Regions from separate parts of the Mus musculus genome. Here all the other regions are linked to region 1. A link is a contact called in public Hi-C, Micro-C and promoter capture Hi-C data. All regions are on one chromosome and are shown on one strand. Each heading gives the region's core, a stretch centred on a gene start, on an enhancer-like site or on the middle of the called end of the contact. The rest is flanking DNA. Distances are from core to core; before and after follow the strand shown.

Evidence for each region. Promoter capture Hi-C pulls out the DNA fragments that hold promoters and counts their contacts. Hi-C and Micro-C count contacts between places; a contact is called where the count stands out from the background.
Region 2: a Hi-C map of B cells shows a contact between it and region 1, with 2.0 times the contacts expected there. The contact joins the enhancer-like site here to the promoter of Npc2 in region 1. A contact is called at or near these places in 4 of 39 promoter capture datasets (the 3T3-L1 cell line, 3T3-L1-derived adipocytes, hippocampal neurons and 1 more), 8 of 484 Hi-C or Micro-C datasets (B cells, the G1E-ER4 cell line, the N1E-115 cell line and 5 more), 5 of 115 datasets of contacts at active chromatin or transcription factors (the SCID.adh cell line, T-cell acute lymphoblastic leukemia, astrocytes and 2 more) and 1 of 9 other capture datasets (adipose tissue).
Region 3: a promoter capture Hi-C map of pre-B cells shows a contact between it and region 1, with 2.2 times the contacts expected there. The contact joins the promoter of Tmed10 here to the promoter of Npc2 in region 1. A contact is called at or near these places in 1 of 39 promoter capture datasets (pre-B cells) and 2 of 115 datasets of contacts at active chromatin or transcription factors (the SCID.adh cell line and bone marrow-derived dendritic cells).
Region 4: a contact with region 1 is called in a promoter capture Hi-C map of liver, with 2.2 times the contacts expected there. The contact joins the promoter of Nek9 here to the promoter of Npc2 in region 1. A contact is called at or near these places in 10 of 39 promoter capture datasets (the 3T3-L1 cell line, 3T3-L1-derived adipocytes, frontonasal cranial neural crest and 5 more) and 2 of 115 datasets of contacts at active chromatin or transcription factors (bone marrow-derived dendritic cells and memory CD8 T cells).
Region 5: a Hi-C map of CD4 T cells shows a contact between it and region 1, with 4 times the contacts expected there. The contact joins the enhancer-like site here to the promoter of Npc2 in region 1. A contact is called at or near these places in 1 of 39 promoter capture datasets (liver), 1 of 484 Hi-C or Micro-C datasets (CD4 T cells) and 2 of 115 datasets of contacts at active chromatin or transcription factors (bone marrow-derived dendritic cells and effector CD8 T cells).
Region 6: a contact with region 1 is called in a Micro-C map of embryonic stem cells, with 4 times the contacts expected there. The contact joins the promoter of Fos here to the promoter of Npc2 in region 1. A contact is called at or near these places in 1 of 39 promoter capture datasets (pre-B cells), 3 of 484 Hi-C or Micro-C datasets (CD4 T cells, Th1 cells and embryonic stem cells) and 2 of 115 datasets of contacts at active chromatin or transcription factors (bone marrow-derived dendritic cells and extraembryonic endoderm stem cells).

The regions. Positions count from the first base shown.
Region 1 is chr12:84,771,680-84,774,379 of GRCm38.p6, forward strand. Npc2 (NPC intracellular cholesterol transporter 2) reads right to left here and starts at 1,433. Exons shown (of 4, transcript NM_023409.4): 1 at 1,107-1,433. The coding sequence starts at 1,188. Isca2 (iron-sulfur cluster assembly 2) reads left to right here and starts at 1,591. Exons shown (of 4, transcript NM_028863.1): 1 at 1,591-1,692; 2 at 1,896-1,998; 3 at 2,114-2,229. The coding sequence starts at 1,622.
Region 2 is chr12:85,304,414-85,307,113 of GRCm38.p6, forward strand. It overlaps Nek9 (NIMA (never in mitosis gene a)-related expressed kinase 9), which reads right to left. Exons shown (of 22, transcript NM_145138.2): 19 at 1,724-1,953; 20 at 1,050-1,211. Among named protein-coding and RNA genes, the nearest start is that of Zc2hc1c, 17 kb to the left of the region's middle. Within about 2 kb of position 1,283, at least 107 of the 459 cell types and tissues checked have an H3K27ac peak or open chromatin away from gene starts, as enhancers often do. A contact at or near this core is called in B cells, the G1E-ER4 cell line, the SCID.adh cell line and 6 more, where this site is marked.
Region 3 is chr12:85,373,462-85,376,161 of GRCm38.p6, forward strand. Tmed10 (transmembrane p24 trafficking protein 10) reads right to left here and starts at 1,256. Exons shown (of 5, transcript NM_026775.4): 1 at 980-1,256. The coding sequence starts at 1,204.
Region 4 is chr12:85,337,964-85,340,663 of GRCm38.p6, forward strand. It overlaps Nek9 (NIMA (never in mitosis gene a)-related expressed kinase 9), which reads right to left and starts at 1,399. Exons shown (of 22, transcript NM_145138.2): 1 at 1,040-1,399. The coding sequence starts at 1,258. It overlaps Tmed10 (transmembrane p24 trafficking protein 10), which reads right to left. Exons shown (of 5, transcript NM_026775.4): 5 at 2,651-2,700.
Region 5 is chr12:84,174,412-84,177,111 of GRCm38.p6, forward strand. It overlaps Mideas (mitotic deacetylase associated SANT domain protein), which reads right to left. Exons shown (of 13, transcript NM_001163501.1): 2 at 1-12. Among named protein-coding and RNA genes, the nearest start is that of Gm40475, 13 kb to the left of the region's middle. RefSeq lists an enhancer at 1,280-2,332. Within about 2 kb of position 1,345, at least 414 of the 459 cell types and tissues checked have an H3K27ac peak or open chromatin away from gene starts, as enhancers often do. A contact at or near this core is called in effector CD8 T cells and liver, where this site is marked.
Region 6 is chr12:85,472,502-85,475,201 of GRCm38.p6, forward strand. Fos (FBJ osteosarcoma oncogene) reads left to right here and starts at 1,389. Exons shown (of 4, transcript NM_010234.3): 1 at 1,389-1,679; 2 at 2,434-2,685. The coding sequence starts at 1,539.

The DNA.
Region 1 (2,700 bases), core at 183-2,682:
CCTCTACCTCCTTAGTTAGGGGTGTGTGTGTGTCTGCCTGGGAGTGCAGGTAGGTAGCTGAGAAGGCCCAGAGTTGGGGTATAAGCAGGTATAACCTGATGTGGGAATTGAACTCTAACCCTCCGGAATAGTAGTTCCCCTTAACCACTAAGCCATCTCTCCAGTCCTAATAACTCTTTAACTTACTGCTTCATTATGGTCTGTTTCCCCCTGCTCAAATATTTTACAAAATCAGTTTGTCTTTCGACCATCACTGCTGCCTTTTCCACCCCGGGCCCCTGCACTGCTCCCACAACTAAGTGTACAGGCTTGACTGGACAAACTCAGAATTTCTACCCTCTATTATATTTTCCAATAAAGAGTCCAGGGGCAGCGTTGGGAGGGAGGCATCACATGATGTCACTAGAAATACGAATTTTATAGGAGACAAGGATCAAGAATCATGAAATTCATTAGAACAATGGAAACCCTACTTTGTAAATGAATGTTATGAGAAGGAGAACTAGCTTTTGTCTCGTTAGTGGGGGTGGGGTGGGGAGGGGAGGTGGATGGTACTTCTAAGACCAGAGCAGGATTGACAGGGATTTGGAAGGCCAAACTGGGCTACAGAGTGAGGCTGCCTCAGCCCGCTCCCAACCAAACTTCAAACGAACAAAGGGAGAAAGGCCAGTGACGATACAAGGCATAAATCAAAATAAGTCCCGTGCCTATTCCTTCAATCCGTGTTGGATGCAGACCTGCTGTCTATCCTATTGTTTTATTTTTTGCTTTTATTTGTTTACTTTTTTCAGACAGGGTTCAATAAATCCAGGCTAGTCTTAAATTCGCAATCCTCCTCCGTCCATTGAAATCTCAAAGCCCTTGAGCGCTGCAATATATGCCCGCTTGATGTTCACCCAAGAAACTTTAGTGAACTTCAGCACACGGTTCGCCTTGTGAGTGTTTTAGATTATCCCAAAACACGAAATGCAAGGAGAAACAAAGTTGTGCGGAGGGGTTAAGTTTCATCAAGACTAGTACCTTCGGTCCCAACCTAGTCAATTCCACGTTCCAGCAACCCGCCCAATCCACCCCCGGGGGTCTCCTCGAGTGGGCTCAGGGCTCACCGCAGTCCTTGAAGTGCAGGGGCTCCGCCTGGCTGGCAGCGACCAGCGCCAGCAGCAGGATCGTGGCGGCCAGAAAACGCATCGTGGATATGAAAGCTCTGCAATCTAGGAAGGAAAAGCAGCCCGAGCAGTCACAAGATAAACTTGTCCCGGACCGAGGGTGGAGCCAGATCAGGCCACTTGTGAGCAGTAACCAGCGAAGGCCCGCCCGCGCCCCGCCCTGGGCTCCGGGGCCGCCTGGCCTGCAGCTCGCCCTTTATCTCCGCCCATCTCTTCCGCTTCCAGGCAGGGCCTACGGAGAACTCGCTCTTTGCGTTCGCCCCGCTCTATTGGTACCGACCCACTTCGGCAAGTGGAAGCGTTCTCTGTCAATCAAAGCCCTCTTATCTCGCTATACCCAATAGGCACGCTTGGGGGCGGAGGCTCGATGCAGCCCCGCCCCCTTCTCCCCTCCTCCGGAAGCCCAGGCTAGGCGGGGATTTGGACCATGCTAGGGGCGGAGCTTGCGGAGTAAGATGGCGGCCTCCAGGGCCTTGTCCCTAACTGCCGAGGCGGTCAGGGCTGTCATTCCTAGGCGCTCGGGAAGGTATCGAGGGTGGAACGTCACTTAGGAAGGGTGTTGGGTTCTGCGTCTTCAGGATAGATGGGAGGCTAAATCTCACGCGGGGTGGGGTGTGGGGTGAAGGCTTGGCAGTTCAGAAGAAAGTGTCCCCAGATTTGGGTACGAGGTGTCCATAGAGGGTCATCTGGTGCCATTTCCCGGGTTCGTCTCCCTTCTTTACATCGCAGGCTCCTCGCCGTCTTTCCCAGGCTTTTGACCCGCTGGGAAACAACATCTTCCATTCCAGAGGCTGGCGAGGGACAGATCCGCCTCACAGACAGCTGCGTCCAGGTAGGAGGTCGGACGCGGGGCGGCGGTGCCCAGGAGGGCTCTAGAAGACTTCCTAGTCACCCGTCCCGTTATCTCCGCTTGCTTGGCATTCTTGATCCTCTTTCCTGAATTTCAGAGGCTTCTGGAAATCACCGAAGGGTCAGAATTCCTCAGGCTGCAAGTAGAGGGAGGTGGATGCTCCGGATTCCAATACAAATTTTCACTGGATACAGTTATTAACCCCGACGACAGGCAAGGAGGACGGATGGGTCGCTAGAGGCTGTATCAGAGGATAAAAGTGGCCCCAATTTATTCCAAACTTCCAAGCGTCTAAGTCTGCTTAACACTACCACCCTCTCCGTTCTGTGAGGATACAGCAAAGATTTGTCCTCTTGTTTAAAAATAAGGAAGAACATTGACTTAGCGTCCGTTAGGTAGTCAAGTTGAGAAAGGCTGAACTAGGGCTGGAGAGATGGCTCAGCGGTTAAGAGCACTGGCTGCTCTTTCACAGGACCTAAGTTCAGTTTCCAGCAACCACATAGTGGCTCACAACTATCTGTAGTGAGATTTGATGCCTTCTTCTGGTGTGTCTGGGGAGAGCAACGGTATACTCACATAAAATAAATGAATAAATAAGTGTTTAAAATATATATATACACCAAGGTTCCACCCTAAGAAAAAGGCTGGACTAGTTTCAGTCCGAGCCCTTAAATAATCCTTCTG
Region 2 (2,700 bases), core at 33-2,532, 530 kb after region 1:
GTACAGAGTGAGTTCCAGGGAAGCCAGAGTCACACAGAGAAACCCTGCCTCAAAAGCAAAATAATAATTAAATAAAAATGAGATGAATAGCAGGTTAGCAAATGCTAGCTGGGGACTCATCCATTCTGTATCACAGGCTGAACACCGCTAGCCTGAAAAGCCTACTTGCTCCTAAGTCCAACACTGTGTGAGCACTGACACGATACCATGAGGGAAATATCACACCTAAGCTCCTGAGATAGACGGCCTGCAGTCCAGAATAGGTATATTAAAATATGACACAAAATAACCTCCAACCACAAAATGGCCTTTAAGCTATGTTTACACAGCATTATGTATATACAGATATTCCAAAATACACCAAAATGTGAGATTGAAAGACTTCTGGGTCCCACTCATCTGGGCAAGAGACACTCAATCTGCATCTGTGACTGCTTTGTGCTATGACGTCAGAGCTGTAGCTGCAAAGGGTTAAACAGCCCACAAAGTCATGTGACGATGCCGTGGCTTCTCTAGATCTGTGGTGCCCTCTGGTTTAGAACTGATTTACAGTTTCACTTCTACCCAGGCTGGCTGTATGCTGTTCTTTCAGCAGACTCCAGGCATTGCTTCTTACATACAGCTCAGCTAACACTCATGGTGCCATTAAAACTGAGTTTGGAGCCTAGGAACGTGGCTATCTGTGAAGAGTTTGCTTAGCATGTAGAGAACCCTGGGCTGGACCCCACACTGCATAACTGGGTGTGTGGCACATGTCTATATCATCATCTGGGAGGGAGATAGAGGCAGGAGTAACAGAGGTTAAAGGTCATCCTCCATCCTTGGCTGGGCTACAGAACCTGCCCCATAAAGAAACAAACCGTCACAACAAAAAGACCATTTGGAAATTCATGGTTCAGCTTAGTACTCCTGAGGAAGAAAGGAAGAAATGACCCTCTTGTGCTGGAAGGCAGAGCGGCAACTGCCAGGACAGTGCAGCACTGGCCCCGAAAGTGAGAGGACATGATGAAGCCAGGAGAGCCCAGGCACAAACAGCCACTGTCAGTTACCCAGGCTCCTGCTGCACGCTGGGGCTCCGGAGGAACTTCAGATGCGACCTTGAGTCCCTGCAGCTCTTCATAGGGCAGCGTGTCCTTCTCAGACTGTGAAAACGCCGCACTTAAGGGAGCGGGGCTGTCAGGCATGGGAATGAACTCTGCGTTTTCCAGCTCCTAGGCAGACAAGAAAGAATCTCACCAGTTTGGCTGCAGCAAGTTCCTTTCTCCCACGGTCTTTGTAGCTTTCACTTTCACGCTGCTGTGACAGCAGCGCCCTCTAGTGGTACAGAATGGTGGCTGACCACATATATTGCCTAACCTGGAACCAAACTTCAGCGATGCTAGCTCAAGTTCAGCAAGTTGTATCTGGTTCATTTCCCAACACAATTCTACACACACTGTCTGCTGGTCAGGAAGCTTGACGGCAAGGCACTGAGGCCTCCTTCCAGGCTGCCTTTAGTCCCAGCACTTGGGAAACAGAGACAAGTGGAACTCTTTGAGTTCTAAGCCTGCCAGGACTACAAACTGAGACCCCGTTTTAAAACAAAACACAGATGTCTTCACGGGTGGGAAAGTGAAGCCTTGACTCCTGTCTCAATTAGTAGGGCACTAGAAACTGAGACCTTGGCAGCCCTCACTAGCTCCTGTCACAGGCTTATCTGAAGCATCTGTTCTGAGGGCATTACCTTCCGAAGCCAGCCAGGACAGGAGCTGCTAGCCCCACAGCTGTTTCCCACGGCCTCCGTGGGACTGATTAAGCCTTCCATCCCACGGTCTGCTTCCATTGTTCCTCGGAAGCCTCCGCTTGGATCTGGAGTTTCAGATTCCTGTTGACTGTCTTCCTCTTCACCCCCGCCGCCGCCGCCACCACCACCACCACCACCAATGCCACCTCCTGGGCTGGAGCTCTGAACCACTGGTAGATGTGTAGCATAGGAAAGAAAGAGCTTCGTTAGGCCACAGAGATTTAGCATCTGACACCTCATTCACCCCCACAGAAGGTCCTAGAATTGCACAAAGTGGAACGTTCAAACAAATATTTGAGACTAAATTGTTTTTACATAGATAGCATTTGAATTTGTAAAAATTATTCTAAAAAGATTTTTTAAAAAAAATTTTATGGGTATGGGTGGTTTCAGCTGCATGTATGTCTGGTACCATGCACATGCATTGCCCTTGGAGGCCAGAAGAAGGTGTCAGATCCTCTGCAACTGGAGTTACAGATGGTTGTCAGCAGTCATTTGAGTGCTAGGAACCAAACCCCAGTTCTCTGTAAAAGCAACAGGCACTCTTAACTGCTGGATTGTTTTTCCAGCTCCACAGTATTTTTAAGTTATCACATTGATTTATTATGTGTGTGGATGTGGGCATGTGTGTATACACTGTACTGTAAAGGTTAATTCTCTTTTTCTATCACGTGAGTCCCAGGACTGAACTCAAATTGTCATGATGGCAGTATAAGCCTTTCATCATGAGCCATCTTATGGGCCTACATTTTTTCTTCCTCTTCTCTCTCTCTTCTCTCTCTCTCTCTCTCTCTCTCTCTCTCTCTCTCTCTCTCTCTCTCTCTCTCCTTATTTTGGCTTTTTGAGACAAAGTTTCTTTGTGTAGCCCTAGCTGTACTGGGACTTGCTCTGAAGATCCGGCTGGCCTCTGGAACTCA
Region 3 (2,700 bases), core at 6-2,505, 600 kb after region 1:
CAAAATTAAAAAAAAAAAAAAAAAAAAACTTAAATAAACTGTTTCTATTTGGCTTAAGAATGTGACGTTTTCCTTCTGTTAAAAAGAAACAACAACAAAATAACTAGTGCTTATTGTGAATGAACACAACTATTCAGAACACAACCAACTCCACTATTAACAACTCAAAAATCTAGTCAAGCAAAACTCCACTGAAAACTGGGACCAAATGGCATTAAGTAAAGTAGCTGTCAGCATACAGGGATCTAGGTGACCCTGGTGTAACTAAAAGAAGGGACTAGAGACTATGACCATCTTGTGATCAATAATAAATCCCAGGAATCACAAATAAGCAAAAGGAAGGTTTTAGCACTTTTCCATCAATACACTTAGCTGGTCAAATCCATCTCCAACGATTGTTCACCCTACTTGAGCCTCAGTTTCTGAGTCTATATAACGAGGCCCATGGTTCCATAGGGTAGTGTTTGAACTAAACGCACAACTTTAAGTGGCACAGGAAGTGACGCTTCAGGTGCCTAATGAACAACACATTTTATCAGTCACAGCCAACGTTATTGTCTGCTTTATTCGGTAGGTGTTGAGGTATCTTATGATGCCAACCCCCCATTGATCCTCGAAACATTGCTCAGGAAAATCACGTTAATTCCTCGATTCCTGAGACTTCACAAGACACAGAACCCCGATGACAGCCCGAAGTGGAAACAGCCCTAGGTCTCCGGACTCTAGGTCCGCCAAGGCAGAACTCTGCCCTTCCAAGGGCCCCGACTTTGGCGCGCGGCCCCGCCCCGCGAACCCCAACGCGCGGGGTGAAGGGGCGGTCCCCACCGCGCAGACTTAGCGTTCAGGGATGAGGTTGGGGGGAGGCCAGGCCATGCCCCAGCCTCCGCCCGCTCGCCGGCCCGCCGGCCTCCCCCTACCTCGGCCTTCCCCGGACTACGCCTGCCTTCCTGCCGCCCACCGCCGCGCCCCGCCGCCGCACCTTGAGGTGGGTGCGCAGGCCGCCAGCGCCCCCAGACTGGTCGGTGATCTCGTAGGCGCCCGTCACCAGCAGGTCCTTGTGGATCTCCTCTCGGAGACACTTGCGAGAGTTCACGGGCAGATGGAAGGAGATGCCGAGGACCGAGCTGGGGCCGAGCAGCAACAGAAAGAGCCAGGCGGACGGGAGAGGGCCAGGCCGGGAGAGTGGGCCAAACAAACCAGACATGGTGCCGGAGCCTCGTTCACCACCCGGGGCCTCTAGCGCGCCGGAACCGGGAGCACCCACGTGACGCGCCTCTGCCCTGGCGAGGCCGTCCGCGCCATTTTGGAGATTGGCTAAACAGAAAAGGAATGTAAAGCAAATAACTTCTAAGAGGAAGCAAAGATTTGGTAGTATGTCATAACTACGAGTTTAAGGGTCTATAGAGAAGTCCCCAGGAGTTTTTCGTACACGTTTTATTTTTTAATGGTGGTGAAATACTTCCGAGTGAGCCATAGTAAGTATGGGCAGCCTCGGAAGTAATTGTTTTAAGCCCCCGGAAGCGGTTCATGCGAGTTTTTAAAATCGACGACACCATAGCAACCAGCCCCCAATAAGAAACAGCCACAAGGCCTTCTCTGAGCCCGCCCACCAGCTGCGTAGACTCGGGGCTAAGGCACCAGAGGAATTTCGGTGTCCTAACGCTTACTCCAAAGGGTGTTGGGACAGTGGAGCACTGAAGAGGGAAAACATAAGAGAAAATTTTAATTTGGCTTTTAGTGAGTGTGGGTTGCTAACTCAGAGGAGAGTGCGTAGAGGTCAGCGGGTGAATGTGGATTGGCAGGTATCCAGTTAATGCAAGTTGGGTGTTCCCAACGCACTTATTTATTTAAGACACATCAATAGTCTTCTGCGATAAACTGCACTCAAACCAACATTTAAATTTTTGTTTTGGTCCAGTCAGTGATGAGCATAAAATATTATTTTACCAGATGAGTGTTGTCAAGGGGAAGAAACGGCGTGTTTCGAAAGCATGTTCTGTACCTCCGATAGGTCTTTTTGGTTTTGTTGTTGGTTTGGTTTGTTTCTTTGGATTTTTTTTGTTTGTTTGTTTGTTTCTTTTCTTTCTTTCTTTTGTGTGTGTTTTGTTTTATTTGTTTCTGTTTTTCGAGATAGGGTTTCTCTGTATAGCCCTGGCTGCCCTGGAGCTCACTCTGTAGACGAGGCTGGCCTTAAACTCAGAAATCCACCTGCCTCTGCCTCTCAAGTATTGGGGTTAAAGGCGTGTGCCACCACTGCCCCGGTGGTTTGGTTTTTTGAGACAGGGTTCTTTGTGTAGCCCTGGCTCTCCTAGAACTCTAGAGACCAAGCTGGCCTCGAACACACAGAGATTCACCTGCCTCTGCCTTCTGAGTGCTGGTTTTAAAGGCATGCACCACTGCCCTGCTCTTTTGTAGTAAACTGATTTGTATAGGAATTGTTCATCCATCCGTTAGTAAGTCTTGATTACCTACTACGTGCTAGAGAGACTACAATCATTATGTCTAATGTGTTTATTGAGGTACATCCTTTCTGCTCAATAAACTGAGCACCAAACAATGGGAATACACACCTTTAGTCCCACCAGGGCTACACAGAGAAACTCTGTCTTGAAAATCCAAAAAGCAAACACACAGGTAAAATTCATGTCCATAAAATAAGTCAACAGACTTAGCAATCTTATGTTAAATCAGGGATAAAGT
Region 4 (2,700 bases), core at 149-2,648, 570 kb after region 1:
TGCAACTACTTTTCTTCCATCTTTCATAGATATATGCTGGACGCTGGAGGTATGGCTCAGTAGTGGAATGCCTTCTGAGCACTGGCAAAGCCCGTTTTATCCCCAGCACAAAAAGTTCTGGCTGGGAGCAGACACTAGAATTGCAAGTGCATGAATCACCTTTTGCAACCTCAGCAAGTTCTCATTAAATGTTTACCCTAAAGCTAGAGTTTTAAGGCTGTGGTGATTAGACTCAAGTTATGGTTAACTTTTGGAGGTAGACTCACTACAGGGTTTTAAATCAGTACACATTCTTAATTTTGGATTCAGTAACTCATGGGTCTCTCCATTGTGACCTTATGCAAGAAGGTGGGAAAAATGACTTAGCTTCCTTGGGTTCTCAAAGAAAGGGGTCCTTGTTTCTCCAGACTCAACTCCACCAATAAAGTATTTGTCTTATACAATCACTGAAGGAAAAGCAAGAAAACAAACAAACAAACAATGATCTTTCTGGTGATCAAGGAAATCCTCCGAGTGATCATTTATGAAAAAAACAAAAACAAAAACAAGAAAACAAAGCCTACAGGGCTAGCAGTGTGTTGTAGCTGCCAGTGTGGCTATTTGGAAGTACACACCAACTCCCCATCCCGCCCTTCAACAGCTATACGAAAGGAAGTAAGCTTTTACAGACTGTTCCCAAAGAGCAAGTAAGCTTTTTATATTGTTCCCAATGTGCAAAGCACCTTCGTTTGGACCTCAAAATAACCTTTAAAAAAGTAAAGGTTTTTTTTTTGGGGGGGGGGGCGAGGTTGTTATCGCTAAGTCCAATTAACAAATGGGAAAACTAAAATGCAAAAGACCGCTCAATGACTCGCTCAGTGACAGCGGTGATTAAACCAATGTCCTACAGCAGGGGAAGCGAAAGCACGGTGGGGTTCCCGAGACCTAAACCCCAAGGGACGCCTGACCATAGAGGGCCAGGGGCAAGCAGCACTGGAAAGCGGGGCCGGGAAGGAGGGCGCGGGGAGGCCCGGCAGCGGCCGGAGCCGAGGGCCGCTACCTCGGTGCGGCGGTACAGCGTGGCCTCCCCAAAGGCACCGCGGCCCAGAACGCGGATGGGGATGTAGTGCAGCTCCTCCTGCTCCGCCGCCCCGCCGCCGGCTCGCGGCCCTGGGACAGCGCTGGGGCCCGGGCCCGAGTCCCCGCCACCCCCGGACTCGCTTCCGAAGTCCGAGTTGATGGAATCGCAGTGTCGCTCGTACTCGCCCAGCACCGACATGGCGGCGGAGGCCGCAGCTCGCCGGGAGCCGCCCGCGTATCCACGGCGGGCAGGGCCGGCCGCTTAGCGCCTCAATGGCCTCAGACGCCAGGCAGCGGCTTAGGTGGCCCCGCGGCCCAGGGAGCTTCCATGGTGGCTCCTGCCCCCTGACCCGGAAGCGGTTCTTAGTGTTTCCGGCTCGCCGAGGTTTTCCCTCCGCCTTTCGCGTGCCCACTTGTTGCAGATGCGTCCCGCACACCTTGGGCGTCGCTGGCCTTCACACCCGCGAGTGTCGTGGAAGCGGAAGAGTGACCACACGGCGGGTTTGCAGACCGCTTCCCTACAACCCCCTACCAGCTTTCCAGACTGCGTCACATTTTGGAGGTGGTCCAGGCTAATCCTGGCGACACGTTTGTCCCAGGAGCTGTGACTGTGTTAGCTGTCACTTGGCTTGTTGGGCAGGGCTCCTTTTTTTTTTTTTTTTTTTTTTTTTTTTTGTAGCGATAGTGTAGCAAAGATAATGGAGCAAGCTAAAACATTAGACTTCTGACAACTTTAACAATTCCTTCTTCCTTCCTCCTCCTCCTCCTCTCCTCCTCCTCCTCCTCTTCCTCCTCCTCCTCCTCTTCCTCCTCCTCCTTTTCCTCCTTTTCCTCCTTTTCCTTCTTCATTAAGTCTATAAAGTTGCAGGACTATGACCACCACAGGGTTGCCTAAGTTGGGACAATGCTAAAGGGTTTTGTTTTTCTTTTCTTTTCTTTTTTTTTTTTTTTTTAATGATATTATGGCCCCAGATCCTCAGAGCGCCATGAAAACAATGTTTATGTGTCTGTTGGGGGTGGGGTGGGGATTGTTTTAGGTGATACAGCTAGTTAGGAGGAACTTGAGAGGCAAACCCTGCAGTCTGGCCCCAGAATTAGGAAAGGGCAGGGCGTGATGAAACTAAGGTTATGGGACTGGCGCCATTACACTTGTTGGGCAGAAGCAGGAAGTACACTTTGTATGTTGTACAGTTTGGTGTTTCCTGTGGACAGTGGGAAACTAAAGCAAAGGAGTAGGTGATTAGGGCTCTGTTTTGTGTGTGTGTGTGTGTGTGTGTGTGTGTGTGTGTGTGTGTGTGTGTGCCGATTGAATTCAAGTTGCCTGATTTGCATGGCAAAACCTTTATCCACAGAGCCATCTTACTGGCTCTCAAAGCTCTAGCCTTCTGAGGAAATCTGCTCAAGATTTCTTTCATTAGCATAATGATTAAAACATCCTTTTGCTTAAGTGCCCTGCAGTAAATCAGTGACTTTTTTTTTCTTTAATTTATCTGTTTTCACTCCCTGTGCTTTAAAAAACAACAATTATAGAGGAATCCTTGCTCACCCAGACAAAGGGGCACTAAAGATTAACAGACAAATACACCTCAAATGGTTTCTGCTAGCTTTTATTTGTGAAAGTTTACACAAACATCTCCAACA
Region 5 (2,700 bases), core at 95-2,594, 600 kb before region 1:
AGGTCCTGGAGCCTGCAGAGGAAAAACCAGTGACAGTGTTAGCCACGTGACCCCTAGATATGAGCACCAGTGTCCCCCTGCCTCAAGTCACTCATGGGGGCCAGGGATCATGGGGCAGCTGCCAGCAAGACAGCAGGATCAGGTGTCCTCGCTCTTCCTGTCCCACCACCTCCTGGCTAGACTCTCGTCTGCTGCATTTGGTTGTGTAACTCGGAACCCTCTAAAGACACAGACCAAGGGGCCAAGTGGGGCTGACATGTTGCCTAAGCTCCAAGTCAAACGGGGAAAAGGGAAAGCAAAAGCCAAACTGAGAACCTTGTCCTATTAAACTATAAACTAGGCTGGGGCACAGTGCAGCCCAGGTCTGTTCCTTCCCACATGACTGTCTACACAATAGCTCCAGACCCAGAAGAATTCCCCTAAGGTCACTGCTCCCCTCCACCTAAAGAAGAGCAAGTTAGGGGACAGGGACTATTCCCAGCATAGCCACCCATCCTCTGTCACACCAGGCTCTTGCAAAGCCCACAGGGCCCATAGAGTTAGGCTTGCAGCCTTTTATGCCGAAGCACGTAGGTGAGGCCCCACCCCTGGGAAGAGTTGCTGGGTGGGGCTCTGGCTGCTGAAATCTTTCTCAAACTAACACAGAACCTGTTTTGCAACCCTGGCTGGATGTGGGCCCAATTTAGTCTAGTAGCTGGTCAGCAGCTGTTGCTGGCTACCACCGCCGTCCCCTCCACTGTTAAAGAGTGCCTAGCCAGAGCAGAGTCTAACTCAAATAGGAACGGTGCAGAGTTCTAGACCTCAGGCCCTCGAGACTGCCTATGATGGAAAGTGTTCAGTTGTTTTGCTTTGCCATATTTTGAGGATGGTGTTGCTGGGATAGGGGCTTTATTCATGCTAAGCACATGTTGAACAAGTGAGCCAGACTCCCCACCCCACTCTAAGCTGATGTCTAAAGTGACAGTTACACTGACATTGCTACAGAATAGAATCCAGGCCTGTATTTTACAACATGCATAGCTGCTTGCTGTGTTGTTAAGTTTTTGTTCTTCAGATAAAATTTTGTTTATTTGTTTAGTTAGTTTGTCTCCCTCTGGGAAGTTGGTAAGAGTAGGAGGTATACAAGCCCACCTCTTTGCCAAGACTCTGACCCTGGGTCACTAAGGTGGAAAGGCTAGAGGTGGGCAAGGATGAATCTGCAGATCCTGGTAGGCTCAGATACCACAGAGATTATGATAGCAGGTGGGGCAGTTCCCAGAAAACCAGCAGCAAAGAACAGACCTGGCGTCATAAGTCCTGCCCACGAGAAGCCCCGCCCACACCGAGCCCCGGTTCTCCTCCCAGGCTCTCCGTGCTATCGCTGCTCCGCACGTTTCCGCAGCTCCAGCCCGGGCTCCCTCCCGGACTGGCCTGCCTGCCTGCCAGCCTGGCCGCTTGACTCACTGGAGGCCCCCTCCCTTTCTTTCACTTTCACCCAGCACCCAGAAGGGGAGCAACTTCCTCCACCATTTCCTTCCTCAGCTCCTGGGCCTGGTAGACAGCGCGAGCTTTAGCCCAGGAGAACGGCGAGAGAGCTCTAAGTCCGTGCACTCCTTTGTTTTCATTTGTGGAAATCGCAGGGACAGACGGACTGAGGACACTGAGTCACCCTAGCACCAGCAGGAAGGGAAGGATTTGGACAAGCGCTCAGGGCTGGAGACCCTCTTTGAACAAATCTTTCTCATGCTTTTTAAACCCCCTTCCTTGGGTAGCCAGACCAATTCACAACAGAGAACTGAAAGCCAGCCAGAGATGGAAAATCCCCTGGGGCCTCCATGATGAAGCTGAAGGGTGGGACTTCGAGTTCCACCTCTCCGAGGGAGACCCAAGCCTGGCAAAACTAGAAATACGTGTGTGTGTGTGTGTGTGTGTGTGTGTGTGTGTGTGTGTGCGCGCAGCAAGGCAGAGGAAGAAAAAAAAAAGGCAGGGAGGAGACAGGACAGAGGGAAGCCCAGCAGGCCACGTGCCTCTAGGGAGCTGCAAGCTCAGGGATGCTCACAGGCACTCAGGATGCCTGTCGCCTGGGAGTCACAGCATGGGCTTTGGGGGCCTGCAACAGGGGAAGGCCCACGTGGCAGGCAGGCATGGGTGCACGTGCAGACAGGTTCCTGTCAGAGGGGGCCTAGGCAGGGGATGGCTATTCAGTGCCCGGCTTGGGGGTTTAGAGGGCAGAAGGCGGAGTCTGGGTCCGGAGCTCCAGAATATGGAAGCTCTTGCCCATGGGTGTGTGCGGTAGCAGGGGAGATTAAATCTGAGGGTGGATCAAGCTGTTTTTCTTCCTACCCTGCACACCAGGGAGAGCCCATCAACTCAGCATATACCATGATAGGGGAGACTTGCTCTGAACAAGAGGCTGGTTTGGGGAACGGTGGAATCACCCCATAAGCTTCCTGCTGCAGAAATCCCCACAACTCCCTGGCCTGCCAAGCAGGAGGCAAACGTGCAGGCCTAAGAGAAGAGGAAGCTGGAAGGACCACCATGGCAGCCAAGCTCTAAGTAGCCCTAATAATAACAATGTAGCCGGCTTGTCTGTGTCAAGAGTGTCCAAAGTACTTTGTATTTTTTAAAGCCTTGTATCAAGCACCAATAGTTTAACTCCCATTTTGTAGGTAAGCTAGATAAGGCTTACAGGAACAAGGTAATTTGCCTACAGTCACACAT
Region 6 (2,700 bases), core at 139-2,638, 700 kb after region 1:
GGGACACATGAGTTCTGCGAGGATCTGCGGTTTCCTATCCCAGAGGTGACCGGCCCAGTCAGTCTAACCCGGCTTGTCCTCTGCGGAAGGACAGGAGGCCGAGGGCAAGTAGGGGTGTGTTTGTTCTACACTGAAGCACCTGACCTCTTCAAAGTTCCATCTTCCAAGACTCAAAGCTGTTCTCAGGTCCCAGACGCCAAAATCTCGGCACAGCTGGGAACCTTTCTTCCCGTCCCCTCTGCGCCCCCACCCCCCTTCCCAAGTCCGATCTGGAAAATCACCCGCTGCAGGCGGGTTCCTTGTAAGCGCAGTTTCCAGGCTGCACGTATTCAGACCCCCATCTCCCCAGCACCGACTTGCTTTCTCCTCCCCCCCCCCCCCCGAGCTCACCTCACTTTGTAATTCTGAGCTCCCCCCCTGCCCCGACTCGCCCTCTGGTCTCAGCTCAAAACTAAACATACGACCCCTTCAGGCATACTTGTAGGGTGGTTTTGCACAATGTTTATCCGTCAGTGTCAACGGGGACTGTCGCCTTGATAGCTCTAAGTGGCTAAGGGTCGGGGAGTAGGTGCTGCCGTCCTTTAAAACACGAATTTATGAATGAACCCAGTACTGTAGTTAAATCAGGTTATTGTACACTTATTTACAATCCTTCACTTGCTGCTTCCAACCTCAGTCCTAAAGTTTCTCCAGGCAAGGAGCTGGAGAGAGGGGCTGAGAAGCTGACCCCCCCTTTTTCTTCTCTGCACTGATTTGGGATGGGGGGCTGATGTGGGCAAGCTTTCCTTTAGGAACAGAGGCTTCGAGCCTTTAAGGCTGCGTACTTGCTTCTCCTAATACCAGAGACTCAAAAAAAAAAAAAAAGTTCCAGATTGCTGGACAATGACCCGGGTCTCATCCCTTGACCCTGGGAACCGGGTCCACATTGAATCAGGTGCGAATGTTCGCTCGCCTTCTCTGCCTTTCCCGCCTCCCCTCCCCCGGCCGCGGCCCCGGTTCCCCCCCTGCGCTGCACCCTCAGAGTTGGCTGCAGCCGGCGAGCTGTTCCCGTCAATCCCTCCCTCCTTTACACAGGATGTCCATATTAGGACATCTGCGTCAGCAGGTTTCCACGGCCGGTCCCTGTTGTTCTGGGGGGGGGACCATCTCCGAAATCCTACACGCGGAAGGTCTAGGAGACCCCCTAAGATCCCAAATGTGAACACTCATAGGTGAAAGATGTATGCCAAGACGGGGGTTGAAAGCCTGGGGCGTAGAGTTGACGACAGAGCGCCCGCAGAGGGCCTTGGGGCGCGCTTCCCCCCCCTTCCAGTTCCGCCCAGTGACGTAGGAAGTCCATCCATTCACAGCGCTTCTATAAAGGCGCCAGCTGAGGCGCCTACTACTCCAACCGCGACTGCAGCGAGCAACTGAGAAGACTGGATAGAGCCGGCGGTTCCGCGAACGAGCAGTGACCGCGCTCCCACCCAGCTCTGCTCTGCAGCTCCCACCAGTGTCTACCCCTGGACCCCTTGCCGGGCTTTCCCCAAACTTCGACCATGATGTTCTCGGGTTTCAACGCCGACTACGAGGCGTCATCCTCCCGCTGCAGTAGCGCCTCCCCGGCCGGGGACAGCCTTTCCTACTACCATTCCCCAGCCGACTCCTTCTCCAGCATGGGCTCTCCTGTCAACACACAGGTGAGTTTGGCTTTGTGTAGCCGCCAGGTCCGCGCTGAGGGTCGCCGTGGAGGAGACACTGGGGTGTGACTCGCAGGGGCGGGGGGGTCTTCCTTTTTCGCTCTGGAGGGAGACTGGCGCGGTCAGAGCAGCCTTAGCCTGGGAACCCAGGACTTGTCTGAGCGCGTGCACACTTGTCATAGTAAGACTTAGTGACCCCTTCCCGCGCGGCAGGTTTATTCTGAGTGGCCTGCCTGCATTCTTCTCTCGGCCGACTTGTTTCTGAGATCAGCCGGGGCCAACAAGTCTCGAGCAAAGAGTCGCTAACTAGAGTTTGGGAGGCGGCAAACCGCGGCAATCCCCCCTCCCGGGGCAGCCTGGAGCAGGGAGGAGGGAGGAGGGAGGAGGGTGCTGCGGGCGGGTGTGTAAGGCAGTTTCATTGATAAAAAGCGAGTTCATTCTGGAGACTCCGGAGCAGCGCCTGCGTCAGCGCAGACGTCAGGGATATTTATAACAAACCCCCTTTCGAGCGAGTGATGCCGAAGGGATAACGGGAACGCAGCAGTAGGATGGAGGAGAAAGGCTGCGCTGCGGAATTCAAGGGAGGATATTGGGAGAGCTTTTATCTCCGATGAGGTGCATACAGGAAGACATAAGCAGTCTCTGACCGGAATGCTTCTCTCTCCCTGCTTCATGCGACACTAGGGCCACTTGCTCCACCTGTGTCTGGAACCTCCTCGCTCACCTCCGCTTTCCTCTTTTTGTTTTGTTTCAGGACTTTTGCGCAGATCTGTCCGTCTCTAGTGCCAACTTTATCCCCACGGTGACAGCCATCTCCACCAGCCCAGACCTGCAGTGGCTGGTGCAGCCCACTCTGGTCTCCTCCGTGGCCCCATCGCAGACCAGAGCGCCCCATCCTTACGGACTCCCCACCCAGTCTGCTGGGGCTTACGCCAGAGCGGGAATGGTGAAGACCGTGTCAGGAGGCAGAGCGCAGAGCATCGGCAGAAGGGGCAAAGTAGAGCAGGTGAGCAGCGATTCT